3 separate regions of the Mus musculus genome follow, and all the other regions are linked to region 1. The links are chromatin contacts, called in public HiChIP or PLAC-seq maps. All regions are on one chromosome and are shown on one strand. The core of a region is the stretch at or near the end of the contact, and the rest is flanking DNA. Distances in the headings are between cores, read along the strand shown.

Region 1 (4,899 bases), core at 1,266-3,765:
TTGAGAACACTGCAGAAGATGGAGGTCTGGTTTGTGAAATCTCAGAGAGAAAATTAAAGACTCTTTTTAGGGCCATTGCTATTTTGATTGTGAAGATTCTGTAGTTCTGGTTAGCTGGGGCTGAAGAATCAGCTGTGATTAATAAGATACCAGAACTACTAAAGCAAAAACTTGGCATTACTGGGACTATTGATGCTGGTTAGCTGGAGCTAAGAAATTAGCGGTGATTAAGAAGAGACCAGCATCATTGAGGTCACATCTTCTGGGAAGTGTTTTCTGAAAGCACAAAGAGGCTGTGTTCCAGAGATAGCCAAGGTTGTACTCCTGCTACAGTGGGACTTGGTAATATGTAAGGGTCACCCAGATGGTACTGGTTTTGAAGGCATGAAGGGGTCACGCAGAGCAGCTGAGGCTTGGCACTGTGAGAGGCCATGGAAGGCCACTGGTGAAGGTGCAGCCTCAGTTGCAATTGACGGCCCAGGACTGAAGGGGTCATGCAGTGTTTTGGAGATGCCAGTACCATGAGATGACTACCGAGAGCAGCAGCACAGTGGAGTCCAGGCATCTGGAGCATAGAGGACGATGTGTGTACTACAAAGGGCATGGCTGGAGAAGTGACCCAAGCCCTTGGAGGAGCCCAGAAGATTGTGAGTTGGATCCCAGACATTGGATGGTTAGAGATTGACTTTTGCTTTTGATTGTGACTGTGCTCTGATATTTTCCCTCTTGAAGGAAGAAACTATTTTAGTGGAGATTTTTAATTGTAAAAAGACTTTGGATTTTAGAAGATATTGGACATTTTAAAGGGATTGACTTTTAATATGTAAAGACTGTGGGACTTTTAAAGTTGTTTAGATCTTGGGGATGAATAAGAAATTAAGGGTTCAGGCTTACTAGTGATGTGTTTGTGTGTCAAGTTGACAAGGGGTCAATTGTACTGGCTAGTTTTGTGTCAACTTGACACAGCTGGAGTTATCACAGAGAAAGGAGCTTCAGTTGAAGAAATGCCTCTATGAGATCCAACTGTAAGGCATTTTCTCAATTAGTGATCAAGGGGGAAAGGCCCCTTGTGGGTGGGACCATCTCTGGGCTGGTAGTCTTGGTTTTATAAGAGAGCAGGCTGAGCAAGCCAGAGGAGGCAAGCCAGTAAAGAACATCCCTCCATGGCCTCTGCATCAGCTCCTGCTTCCTGACCTGCTTGAGTTCCAGTCCTGACTTCCTTTGGTGATGAACAGCAGCATGGAAGTGTAAGCCGAATAAACCCTTTCCTCCCCAACTGCTTCTTGATCATGGTGTTTGTGCAGGAATAAAAACCCTAAACAGGAGTTAACACAGTTACATCTTACTTTGTGTATATATATATATACTTATATATATGCATACATGCATATAATTACATACATACAATAAAACACAACACAATGTGATATAATACCATAATTGTCCAGATCCTAGGGGATTCCTTCTTGTGTATAAATAAGATTATTCTGAAGCTGCTGTGTAAGAGAAAAATTACTAGTTAAAGCAACCCACACAAAAAAAGAAAATTGATTGGAAACCCAACTCCTATGTGTTTTCAGGACTCACCTCATAGAGGCTACAGCCTGGGCTGTGTGGTGCAGACAGAAGGACAGACAGAATGGAGACAGCAGAGTTAGACCCCCTGCACCCCACTCCCCACACACAGATGTGTCAACTGAGTCTTGATAAAGGCATGGGCTAGGTGCAGAGGAAGGAAGGCTATCTACAAATGGTGCTGGGGTCAACTAGCACAAAGCAGAAAAAGCCCCCAAACTGTTGCATGGCTTCTTCAGGACTTCATCCAAATAACCCGTGTCCCATAGAACGAAGAGTAAAGCTGTAAGACTTTTAGAGAAAAGATGGTACCGTTCAGAATTTAGCACTTGGCCTTAACATTAAAAATCCCGTTTATAGCCAGGCACAGTGACACATACCTTTAATCCCAGCAAACCGGAGGCAGAGTCAGATAGACCTCCATGAGTTCAAGGACAGCCTGATCCACATACTGAGTTCAGCCAAAGCTACATACATAGTGAGACCCTGTCCAAGAAAAAAAAAGCAACAACAACAAAATCCCATTTATAAATGAAAAACTGCTAAATTAGACTGCATGGAAATTAAATTCCCCATTTATGTGTTGGCATGTATGTTTTCATATGTGCACAACTGCTTCAACTGCTCTCTGGCCCTAGTGTGTGTGTGTGTGTGTGTGTGTGTGTGTGTGTGTGAGAGAGAGAGAGAGAGAGAGAGAGAGAGAGAGAGAGAGAGAGAGAGAAATGAAAAGTTAATGTACTCTATAAAAAAAACAGGGAAACAACAGCACGGGGAGACATTTCACAGAAGCAGCCATACATAAACGCAGCACATGTTGAAGTAAATGGTCACAAAGCACACATTCAAACCACAAGGAAACATTGCTGCATCCCTAGGAGAAATGACTAAAATGTAACTGATGATAACACTCATGGCTGCCAAGGTTGTCAGGGAACTCATACATTATTCATGAGGATGTGCAACAGTTCCAAGGGGCCAGAGAACAGTTTGGTGGTTTCAGTGAGAACTAAGCCTGAAACTCCCATGTGAGTCACAATTTACTCTCCTAGTCATTTATTCCTGTGATTAGGACTAACGTTTAACTCAAAATCCCACAGAGCAACTCTGTTCATCAGAGCCAACGGCTGGAAACAACTCAGATACCATTTGGTAGGAGAATGGTTAAGCAAACTGTGGTATGTCCACACCATGAACGTTGACTTAGCAGTGAAAAGGGACATACCTGGTGATACGATACAGGCAGCAAAACATCAGATGCTCCAGATAGATCATTATGCCAAGTGTAAAGAGTTATCTCAACTCTTGTGAGGCTACACCAGTGCCTGGCAAATGCAGAAGTGGATGCTCACAGTCATCTATTGGATGGAACACAGGGCCCCTAAAGAAGGAGCTAGAGAAAGTACCCAAGGAGCTAAAGGGGTCGGCAACCCTATAGGAGGATCAACAAATGAACTAACCAGTACCTTCCAGAACTTTGTCTCTAGTTGCATATGTAGCAGAGGATGGCCTAGTCGGCCATCAGTGGGAGGAGAGGCCCTTGGTCTTGAGAAGATCATATGCCCAAGTACAGGGGAATGCCAGGGCCAGGAAGCGGGAGTGAGTGGGTTGGGGAGCAGGGTGGGGGCAGGGTATAGGGGACTTTTGGGCTAGCATTTGAAATGTAAATGAAGAAAATAGCTAATTAAAAAAAAAGTTATCTCAAAAAGGTACCCGATACTTGATTCAGTGTCTAGACATCATATGATTGACAGCAGATGGCGGAATTCCTGGTTTCAGGATCCAAGGCAGGGGAGGGGATGGGACAGCGCAGAATGGCTGTGACTATGAAGGACAACAGCGGGCCCCTTGTGGTGATGGACAGTGCTCTGTACTTTAACTGTTGTTGCTACTGTCTGGTTTGTGACATTGTACCTCAGTTTCACAAGATCTTGCTTCTGTAGAAAACCAGAAATGTGTGTGTTTAAGGGATCTCACTTTTGTAGTTCTTACAACTGCATATGAACCCAGACACTTTGAAAAGTAGTATTAGGGTTCGAAGTGTAGCACAATGTTTCAGTTAGAAATGGACCAGCATTTGTAAGGTTGCAGGTTCAATCCCCCGACAGCTCATTTTTTATGATCTCCCCATTTCTGTCCAGACCCCTTTTGAGATGGCGAGATGACAGAGAGATGACACTCTATTAATTTAGAGTCCTTATTTGTTCATAGCTGAGTTTCAGGAAGCTTGGCTGGATGCAGCGCCATCTCCTGTATTGCTGTCTGCTAAGAGTGCTTTTTAGCTAACTCTCCATCCAAGGCTTTGCTGCATCCTCCTGGACATTAGGGTCAGTGGTACCTTCTTCCTCAGACACTCCTTGCAGTTCTTCTTCACTATGGGCTGGATACCAACGGGCACCTGCATCACGACAGTGCAGGGGCAGGAAGCCTTCAGGACTCTTTTCCTTAAAGGGGTGTTCTTCATTTGTCAACTACAAAAGATCTCAGAGCTCCACGCCGGGTCCCTGCTGGGTGTCTGAGCACCCTTGGTTCCTTTCAGATTCTCTGTGCCCCAATTTTATCTTCTCAAAGGCAGAAAGGGCTGGTCCCCATGGATGCGTTTTTCCAGGGCTCTCTTCTTAGCCTCTCAGATTCTCATCACTCTCCTGGCTCATCTGTGGTCAGAGTGGCAGGGAGTATAACTGGTACTGACACTTGTGATGATGTCTGCCATCTCTCGTCCCTTAACTCATTTCCCCTACCTATTTGTCTTTTCAGCTTGTGGCCCAGGTCCTGGAACATAAAAACATAGGCTTTGTGATGGTGGATTCGAGGAAAGAGGCCAAGCTTGCTAAGAGGCTGGGTAAGTTTGAAATTTAAAATCTGCTAGGAAGAAACAAATATATCTCATAAAAAATGAAGTTGTACTTATCTTGCATGGCAACTGGATTATTTTTAAACACATATTAAAAGATAGTAGGGCTGGTGAGATGGCTCAGTGGGTAAGAGCACCCGACTGCTCTTCCGAAGGTCAGGAGTTCAAATCCCAGCAACCACATGGTGGCTCACAGCCATCCGTAACAAGATCTGACTCCCTCTTCTGGAATGTCTGAAGACAGCTACAGTGTACTTACATATAATAAATAAATAAATCTTTAAAAAAAAAAAAAAAAAAAAGATAGTATATACACCATTCTGGGTCAGAGTAGAGTTCATTATAAGAAAACCTAGACCTCAACCTAATGGTTTGGCGGGAATAGTTTATCTTTGCAGTAGTCTCAGGCAGAGAGAACTTCTAGGAGAAACTAATGTGGGCACTTGAGCCCTATTGACAGCTCTCACAGCAGC
Region 2 (4,899 bases), core at 917-3,416, 640 kb after region 1:
ACTTCACCAGTCCTCTTCCGGAAGTCTCCTGTTGCAGCCTATTGACCAGACTTGCATTGTATATTTATGCCTAAGAGAAGAGACAGCAAAGGCTATAGCTCTAATTCTTGGCCCTTAGTTTCCTTGTGCCTGGTGCTTTGTTCCTACAAAAACCCTGTCCTCCAACTTCTGAGCACTGACTGTGTCCATGTTGTGTTTACAATCACTGGCCATGGGCTAACAGCAAGGGGAGATGTTGCTGAGGAACCAAGGCCGGGTACACCCACACTCATGCCACAGCACCGAGAAGAAGGATTCAGGCTCTACTTGTGGACTCTTTTACTGGTTTTGCTCTGCTAGGTAACTCATCCATTCTCAGTCTGCTTAGCTTAAGGGTGTTTAGGCCAACAAGCTGCGGGCTACACAAGCAGTTTGATGCCTGGCACTAGCATTAGGCTGGGAAGTGTAAGGGGGTCGGTAGAAATGAAAGAAGCATGTTTTACTGGAGTTAGAAGCCTACAGCTTCTGGCAGCCATTTAATCATAGCAGGGAGGAGACAGAAAGAAAGATGAGCGAAGATGGCCACGGACTGGATTCTGACAGCATCACTGTAGTCTCTTCGATGAGTACTAGCCTGGATTTTCAGTCATGTGTCTCACTAAATTTCCATTAGATTCAAGTCCGGTGGAGTGGGTTTCTATGGATGGTCACCATAGAAAGATTCCTGACAAACATGTCACAAACATAACATGAAAAGGCGTCTCTGTGTCTCAGGCCCTGTCCATCCACTTGGCTTAGCTTAGAGAGCAAAGCCGGAATGTTAGAGTAGAGCAGCTGACCCTCCTGCTCACCACAGGGAGCTCTGCGATTGGTAAACACCCAGCCCTGGCTTTCGGCACAGTGGTCAAATACCAACAGAACACTTTAGCTTGACTAAGTTTGTTCAACATTTCTGACTTAAGAGATCACAAGGTATTTTTAGGTTAAATCCAAAACTGTACCTGTGAAACTTTACTTACACCTCAAACCAGCAACACAGATGGAGCTACTCCTGGATCTCTTGCCTCTCCAGCCCTGTAGGACCACCCTCCCTCCCACTGGGTGGGAGGCTCCTTAGCTCACTGATCTGACCTGAAGAGGGAAACAGTCTCATGTAGACCAGGCTGGAATGGAACTTAATAGCTAAACCCTTGATCCTCCTGCCTCCACTTCTGAAGCACTAGGCTCTCAGGTGTGGGCCACTAAGCCTAAATGTTCTGTGTATTTTTCTTTAGAATGTGTTTCTGAGTCATCAGCTCATACCCATTGCCCTTCGGTTAAAGATGTCCTAAACAGGCTTAGCATGCTCAAGTGGTTCTTCAAGACACCAAGCCACAGCCAAGTGCAATGGTACCTGCCCGTGGCCCCAGCTTCTTGGGAATCAAGGAGGATCGCAGGCAAGGGAAGAAGAGAGGGGGAGCCATCCACTCAGCCTAGAGCGAGGAAGCCTCCAGAAAGACACAGAGCATAGCTCTGGGGAGGCAGCAGGCAGGCTTTTGGGGATTGACCCATGTTTGCAAAGATGCTCTCCCTTTTCGAATTCTTCTTTTCCCTCCATGATAATGGAGTTTCTCTCTGTCTCAATGCTCTGTACCAAGTGTCCAAGGCAGACAGAGTGGTAGGCATTAGCCAAAGCAGGGAGACACGAATGCGGGGAAATGAGGACATGGAAGGAGGTAGTCAGACCAACTGCTGCCTGCTGCCTCCATTTGTGTCCCTCTGGGTCAAGGCCAAGGCCTAGCAGCTGACCCAGGGTCTCTGTGTCCCTTGGTTGCCTAGGTGAGGAAGGAAGAGGCTGGCAAGAGCGGGGCTGGCAGGGAGAAAACCTGGGTTACTTGGAGTTTCCTAGACCTTCTCCGTTCCAGTTTCTCTCAGGGAACTCAAGCCCCTGCTCCTTCCTAATTCCAACAACCTGCCCCTCTGATTACCTGTCCTGGCCCCTCCCCATGTTTTGGAAGGGTGAATGCCTCGGGGTCTTCCAGGATCATAGAGTGGGGAATGGTCCTCTCTGCCTCAGGAAGCTGGAGCACATGAGCTCATGTCTGTGAGCCGAGGATGTGAGCAGGTTTCTCCACTGGGGGTGCCCACACAAACAGGAGCCACTTGGCTCTGCAGTCCCAGCCTGGCTACATCTGCCTTTCCCTCTTCGATTCAGAGTCCCGGAGTCTGACTTTGATTGTGGCTGAGGTTGTGTGGAAGGAAAGTGTTCCGTTGCTAACCATTCAGGGGCTGGCTTGCCTTTATAAACACTCTGACTCACTCTGGTAATATTTTTTTAACTTCATATCTGATACCATGCTAGCTGGATAACAGAGACTACCATGTCTGGACAGTTTCTCCAAAGCCATTCTACAAGAATCAGAATAGGTAATTATGCCAGAATTGCAGATCACAACCCTGAAGGAGAGAGGGGACTTAACCATACCCAGTCTCAGCAGCCCAGAGCTCTGGACCCTAGCCTGTTCTTTTATGGGAAACACCCAGGAAGCAGCAATTTTAGAAATCTCAGGAACTCTTCTACCATTTATACATGGCAGATTTCTAGGTAAGAAACTCACTGTTCTGTGTCTCTACTGGAAATGTAGCCTGGGAGTTTGGGGTTCACACTTTGGCTGGATTCCAGTTCACACTTTGGCTGGATTCCAGTTTACCTGTTATAGCTTTGCAGCTTTCATTAGCTGCGCCTCTGGTTCTTTAGATGTGGACTGTGAACGTGCATAAGTGCAGGGCCAACTCAGCTAGAGGTGAGTTATGAACAAATACTAACTCTCAGTACTCACGGACCGAGGGGATGCTGAGGAAAAGCCATCTCATGAGGGAAGACAGCATGCGAGAGGAGCAGTTGGGATGGGCTTAGACCAGCTATCACACGGACCTTCCATCAAGTGGGTTCTTGACCCGTGTCAAGTGCAGAGTACAGGCATCACCTGGAGAGGGCTAGGCCATCAGGAAGTGGTACTTCCCACCAGTGACATGGATGGAATGAGACACGTAACGCACCTGGAATACTAACTGCTATCTGGTAGCTCCTGCGGCTGTTATTTAGAAAGCATCTAACCCTTTCCCATGAGCTCAGACTCATATAGATTCTCCTAAACACATAGATACAGCCAACCCATAGAATTGGTTCACATCCATTGGTTCAGCATCTACAAATCCAAGAAACCCCAGGTCAAAGTTTTTTTTTTTTTTAATGCATCTCTTCTGAACATGGACAGACCTTTTCATGCCATTAATCCCTAAATAGTAAGCCCAACAACTCTAGAACATTTGTGTTGTGCTAGATATGGTAAGTAATCCAGAGATGATTTAGAGGATGTAGGGGGTTGTGGGTGAATTATGTGTAAATATGATGCATTTCATGAGTGGCTCCATGCATCCACTGGTTAGTATGTGAGGGGTCCTGGGACTAAACCCCATGGAGACTGAGTGATGATGGCTGTAATTATGTGCGTCCAAGGGAAACTGGAAGGAAAACTTCTGCACACACACACACACACACACACACACACATATCAAAAAAAAATTAGATGAAAAACCAATCATTAGCAGGTTACATAAGACCATCTGCTGTCAAGATCACTGGCAGTGGCGAACATGCCAATATATCCACTCCCAAGAAGGATTTTAGAAGAGTTTGTGCTGATGAGCCTTGAACAGGCCCTCCTGATCATTTGTTAGCTGAAGCAATGCCTCTAGAAGGGTCTGAACTCTGAGGAGGAGGAGAGATGGACTCATTAGGGAAGTAGGCATCCCTGGGTAAGCTGCTGCTGGTAGCATCTCACTGGCTTCACCAAGCCCAGTCATTAACAATAAAACCCAATTTCAAAGGACTCTCCGTTTTCAAATCAAGAAAAATAGGGACTTAGAAAACATAAGAGACTTATTAAGTAGGTCACATGTTTGTCTTGTGTGCTCTTTGGGAGAGAGGACTCTATGGAAGCCATTTTGGAATTAAAATGTAGTTATAAGCTAATTGATCCATCAGCAGCTCTTTTTAAAACCAGACTTTAAATAAGGTATCCTTGGAAGCCTTGGGGCTTACACTGTACAGATTCAGACAGCCAGATTTGGCAAGCCCAGGGAATTCGTTACATGTCGAAGTTTCCTGTGATTCTCTCCAGCTCCACAGAGAGTCTCATTTTGAACCCAGAGGACGGGCGCATCCTTTCATGCAAACAGAGGCTTGCTACGGAGAGGCCTCAGGAGCAGGAGCTGCTGAGATGCTTAGGTTGTTTTGTCCATACTGGGGTGTTGCGTAGTGTTTGAGTGAGCACATCTCCTGATTGTTGCCAGAGAGACCTAGTGAACTGTACCCACTGGAGAGACCCTCTGACCTAAGTTCTCGGGCCCCTATACCCTGCGAGCCTGTCTTTTCACAACATCCCTTTCCTATCTCAGACCTTCTTGGGATATGAGGCCACATCCCACTTGGCTGACATTGGGGAGCACAGCCTAATACATGTTCATTGCAATGGGACCTCAGGCTGTGTGTCTAAGCCTGTGGAGGGATGAGGCAGTCACTCTGGGACTTTGAATTTATTTCACTGACCACTGGAGAAATATATACTGACTGGAGGTTCTCACCTGAAGATTTGTAGACCTGCAGTCTTCAGAAAACTATAGGAACCTACAAAGGTCCAATTCACACTAGAACAAGGCATGGTCACCAGCTGCCTGGAGTGTAGTATATAATAGATGAGAATTTAGGGAGCTGGTCCATAGGCTGTGACCCCAACTCTTTCTTCACACTGGATCCAACAGCAGTTGTAGTAGTAGTGACCGGAGGCAATGACATTGTAATCAAGAAGTCAGTGTGTTAACATGGCTCTCCCTTGAGACGTTATGGAAAAGTGCTGATAGGATGTTGTTATTGCTGCT
Region 3 (4,899 bases), core at 1,533-4,032, 560 kb after region 1:
GTTCAGAACAGGAAAGTGCATGGCAGCGAGAAACAACAGGGAAGGAGAGAAGAAAGACGAGGGAGTGGTGGAGATAAAAGCCAAGCAGGAACATGTAATTTGAAGAGGAAAGGGCGACCAGAGCACTTGAGAGGTTTAGCCGAACTGAGTGAACTGAAGACAAGGCCAGCAAAATGTCCCCGTTACCCTCGGCTGTGTCCAGGTTATTTATGTCCTTAAGAATCCCAAGATCCAAGAATTTGCACATTTTTTAAGCATCTACTCATTCATCCAGAAATGACTTGTAGACTTTACAGGGCTCTGGGCTTCGTTCTAAGGCATTTTCAAGGTTATAGCACCAACCTGGTGTTAGAAATTCCAAAGGCGTGCCACAGAGATGAAGAGGAGGACTGTGCTGGGCCAGTGCCAGGGAGGGGGGCACTTAGCAGTGGGCAAGTGCAGGGCTAGCAGGGCACTGGGATCTGGCTGGCTTGCCTTTCCCTAGGCTGAGATGGCTCAGGTCTGGCTGGCTCGCCTTTCCCTAGGCCCCCTCTAGGCTGAGATGGCTCAGATATGGCTGGCTCGCCTTTCCCTAGGCTGAGATGGCTCAGGTCTGGCTGGCTCACCTTTCCCTAGGCCCCTCTAGGCTGAGATGGGTGAGAATGAGGAGAATTTTTAAAGCAGTTTTTGAGCTAGGGACATAGCTCGGTTGGTAAGAGGCTTGCCAAGCACACACAAAGCCATCTCCTCATACAACAGGGAGTGGTGGTGAATGCCTGTAAGCCCAGCACTCAGGAGGGGGAAGCAAGAGGATTAAATGTTCAAGGTCATTCTTGGCTACATAGTGAGTTAGAGGGCGGCGTAAGCAATACAAGACCCTGCTTCAAAAAACTAAGTCAATGATCATCACAAATTTGTTTAATTTTCCCCCCATTATCTTTTCAGATGAAGGCGTGCACTGGTCATTCTCTGTCTCCAAATAACACACTACACTGATCTCCTGGCCTTCCTAGCGTTTCTCACACAGTGGGCTCTATCCAAATACAAAACTAATGTGTACAGTGCAGCGGGAGAACTGGTCGGGAGTGAGGACATAAATCAGCAGAGAAGTAGACAGAACCAAGCACACACACCTGAGCACTCAGGGAGGCTGCGTAGGCCAAAGGCTGAAGAGAGAGAGAGGGTGGTAAAAAGAAAAGGCGGTCACACTGGGGAGGCCCAGGGAGAGGGGCAACTTGGAAACTTGGAAACTTCAAGATAGGATTCTGTGGAGTCCTGTGAGCTGGGGAATGTGCGTGGTCAGAAGGCAGAAATTGCGCATCCTTTTTCCTCTGACGCATCCAAATATAAGAAGAGAAATGTGTTGTAAAACTTGTGCAACACTTGAGGAAAAGACTTTGGAGATGGGATACCCTTGGCTTTGAGTTGGATCTTCTAATAATAGTCTCTGTCTGTCTCTCTGTTTTTGTCTTTCTTTGTGTGCCTTTGTCTCTGTCTCTCTGTGTCTCTCTGTCTCTCTCTCTGTGTCTCTCTGTCTCTCTCTCCCTCTCTCTCTCTCTCCTCTTTTCCCTCGTTCCCCCTTCATCCTCAGTGAAAAGGCCCACCAGACAAAGAACTCTAGGTCCCCCAGAAAGCCATCAGCAAAGCACTAAGGCTTTCAGACCAACAACCTACAAGGACCCCTATCCTGCCAAAAGTCATGTAGCTGAAAGCAGACGGAACCCAGACTGAGTCTATATAATGCAGAAACTCCTATCAGTCCTGTAATGATGGCTATGAGACTCTGTAGCAGAGGACTGGGCTAGGCTACAGCACAATCTGGGCTTTAGCAACCCGAGCCCACGTTATGCGTCAACACCTAGCTGACACAGGACAGTTCCTTATGATGAGGAAGGTTCTATCTAGACTCAAGACTTTTGTTTTCCTAGATTGTACAGAGCCCAGACACCAGATCCACAGATCACATTAGTCACGATTGAGTCAGCACTAGGAGGAAAGCATTCTTTGGGGGGAGACTAGGGGCTCTGAGGTAGCCTAACTGTTGCTGAGACTCTTGCGGGAACAAAGGCTGCAGGCAGCGAAAAGGGAACACAAAATGTGTGATTCAGAGAGCTGGCCTCCACATTCTGAGGCTGGAAGGAGTCAGACCCAACTACTACCCAGAGGTTGGCCTTGACACTTGGACTTCTTTCTCTGAACTGAGAGAAAAAAAACAGATGTTTTAGATTTGGGTTTGCCTTTAAGAAAGAAGGAAAAGCATTGGTGTTCACTGAGAGACAAACACAAGCCATTTTCAAAGTCTGGGGAAATGGAACTGCTGGTCAGGGTTAGAAGAGGGAGGAAAGGCTCAGAATCAGTAAACCTTTTAAGGAAGCTTTGGTGAGTCAGAAGTATATATGAAACGATAATAAAGGTCCCCAGAGTCAGAGGACCTGAGGATGGCTCAGGAGTGCTGTCTGGAGGCCGGGGGAGGAGTCTACTCTGCCACTGCCTTAGACCCTCCAAAGGAGAAGGAGACTGTGTCGAAGCTGCCAGAAAATCTTCAGGGGACATGTGAGCTTCTGGCTTGGTGAGAAAGAAGAGAGGCTTGGAGAACCAAGAGGAGTCTATCTCACCAGAACAAGGGTTCTACTATGCTTGGTGAGAAACTCCAGAGGGAAGCAAGTGTGTCCTGGGTGGGGTGAGGCAGACTCAACCATAAGGAAGCCAGAGGCACTTTTCAATGGCAGAGGTAGAGGAGGCTGAGGGCTACGGATGAGCCAGAGGTCAGAGGTTCCTGTTGGCTTGGCGAGAGCACAGTGGTAGCGGGTAAGTTCATTGACTTGACCAGTCTTCAAACTCCAGCTGAGCATGATTCATCAGTAGCTTCAACAACAGCAACTCATTTGAGTACTTAGAGCCAAAAGCCCAAGCCTCCTCCAAGACTGTCTCCAGATGACTGCAGATTTCAGGAAAACACTGGCATGCTGTTTTCCTGTGGCAAACAGTGGCAAACAGAACCCATTAAAGTGCTGGCTAGTTTATGTTAACTTGACACAAGCTAAAGTCATTTGGGAAGAGGGAACATAAGTTGAGTAAACTCCCTCACCAGATTGGCCAATCATTGCGTTTTCTTTTTGTATTTGATGTAGGAGGGCTGTGGGGCTTTGAATCAGTGTGATCCCCATAGGCTCACATGCTTGAATGCTTGGCCTATAGGGAATCAGGAGGTGTGGCCTTCTTAGAGGAATGTGTCACCATGGAGGCAGGCTTTGAAAACTCATATATGCCCAAGCTACACTGAGTGTGACATAGTCTCTCCTCCTGGCAGCCTTTGGATCAAGATATAGAACTGTCAGCTCTGTCTCCAGCACCATGTCTGCCTGCATGCTGCCATGCTTCCCACCATGATGATAATGGACTAAACCTCTGAAACTATAAGCCAGCCCCAATTAAATGTTTTTCTTTATAAGAGTTGCCATGGTTATGATGCGTCCTTGCAGCAATGGATACTCAAACTAAGACAAAGGCTTGGGCCACTGTGAGCAGTGTCACCCCTGGGCAGATGGTCCTGAGGTCTATAAGAAGGCAGGCTGAGCCAGCCGGTAAGCAGCACTCCTCCATGGTCTCTGTTTAAGTACCAGCATCTAGGTTCCAGCCTTGTCTGTGTTTCTGCCCCAAGTTCTCTCAGTGTTGTACTGTATGTACTGTGGAACTGTACATGAGCTAAATCCTTCCCTCCCCAAGTTATCTTCTGTCTTGGGGCTTCAGCAAAATAATACACCACTAAATCTAATGACCTGAGTTTAATCCCCAGAACCCACGTGGTGGAAGGAGAGAACCAAATGACCCCACAAACAATCACAGATAGATAGATAGATAGATAGATAGATAGATAGATAGATAATGCATACATACATACATACACACGTATGTACATAGACAGACAGACAGACATGCAGGCAGACAGGCAGGCAAGCAGATGTAAAAAAGTAAATACACTTCTACATTTATTCTTTAAAATTTTTCCATCAAGCACTTTACCACATGGCTAATTAGCATAGAGGGAAGAAACTTGGACCAATCTTCAGGGAGCTGGGTCTTGCTTCCAGCTCCATCCTGACAAGCTATGTGACCTTAAACTAACTTCCCTCACTCCATATGCCAAGCAAGGGGCTAAACCAGATTCCCTCATGTCCCTGCAGCACCAACATTGCAAGTTCCTGCAAACAGAGAACACGAAGCCAGCTCTGAAGACCAAGCGGGTTAGTTTTCAGTTATTTCACTCTTCAAATAAAGGAAACATTCCAGTCCTTATCTGTAACCTTCTGGAGACTTCCTATCCATTGATAGGATTCCCTGTGGGAAGTGTTTTGAAATAGTGGTCATTACTGTGAAATGAAATGCTGGAGATTTATCTGCAAGCAAGGCTAAAAGTTTTTAGTGATTTTTTTTTTCCCAAACGTATGAGAAATCTTTATCCAACTGGACGTGAGGCAGATTCTTTTCTGAAGTATCTTGTTTGTATTCTTAACACTAGGTTTAGCAGGAGTAAGGAGTTGAAGCCGGAGAGCTTGTCACTTACTCAGAAAGCTGTTGGGGAAGATAGACTGACAGCCGCTGGTGAATCACGTCTAAGCCATCTCATGTCTAAGTTCCAAATTATCTACAAGTATTACTCCACACACATCCATGCAACTTCACCATGAGACAGCAAAGAACTTCAGCGATAGCCACGAGGTGAAAGAGGGGCTTTCTCCTGGCCTCCAGCATTCCCAGAGGCTCATTTCCTCTCTCCTCCTCCTCCATCTCTCCCCAGTATTCCAACTTCCCGCATGAACCCCAGGCCATTTAGTCCTATCTTATACGATGTCAACAACTCCAGATAACCTACAACAGTGTCTCAACCCAGACCCACAAACTTTACATGAAAGAAAGAAG

What was found. HiChIP or PLAC-seq counts read pairs in DNA pulled down with a chosen protein or histone mark.
Region 2: a FOXA1 HiChIP or PLAC-seq map of pancreatic cancer cells shows a contact between it and region 1. The contact joins two enhancer-like sites. A contact is called at or near these places in 2 of 115 datasets of contacts at active chromatin or transcription factors (extraembryonic endoderm stem cells and pancreatic cancer cells).
Region 3: a contact with region 1 is called in a FOXA1 HiChIP or PLAC-seq map of pancreatic cancer cells. The contact joins two enhancer-like sites. A contact is called at or near these places in 2 of 115 datasets of contacts at active chromatin or transcription factors (extraembryonic endoderm stem cells and pancreatic cancer cells).

The regions. Positions count from the first base shown.
Region 1 is chr3:102,105,911-102,110,809 of GRCm38.p6, forward strand. It overlaps Casq2 (calsequestrin 2), which reads left to right. Exons shown (of 11, transcript NM_009814.4): 2 at 4,330-4,414. Among named protein-coding and RNA genes, the nearest start is that of Casq2, 22 kb to the left of the region's middle. Within about 2 kb of position 2,516, at least 11 of the 459 cell types and tissues checked have an H3K27ac peak or open chromatin away from gene starts, as enhancers often do. A contact at or near this core is called in pancreatic cancer cells, where this site is marked.
Region 2 is chr3:102,750,490-102,755,388 of GRCm38.p6, forward strand. The region is part of intron 2 of Tspan2 (tetraspanin 2); the gene reads left to right. Among named protein-coding and RNA genes, the nearest start is that of Tspan2os, 18 kb to the left of the region's middle. Within about 2 kb of position 2,167, at least 23 of the 459 cell types and tissues checked have an H3K27ac peak or open chromatin away from gene starts, as enhancers often do. A contact at or near this core is called in pancreatic cancer cells, where this site is marked.
Region 3 is chr3:102,665,944-102,670,842 of GRCm38.p6, forward strand. No RefSeq gene overlaps it. Among named protein-coding and RNA genes, the nearest start is that of Gm40112, 26 kb to the right of the region's middle. Within about 2 kb of position 2,783, at least 55 of the 459 cell types and tissues checked have an H3K27ac peak or open chromatin away from gene starts, as enhancers often do. A contact at or near this core is called in pancreatic cancer cells, where this site is marked.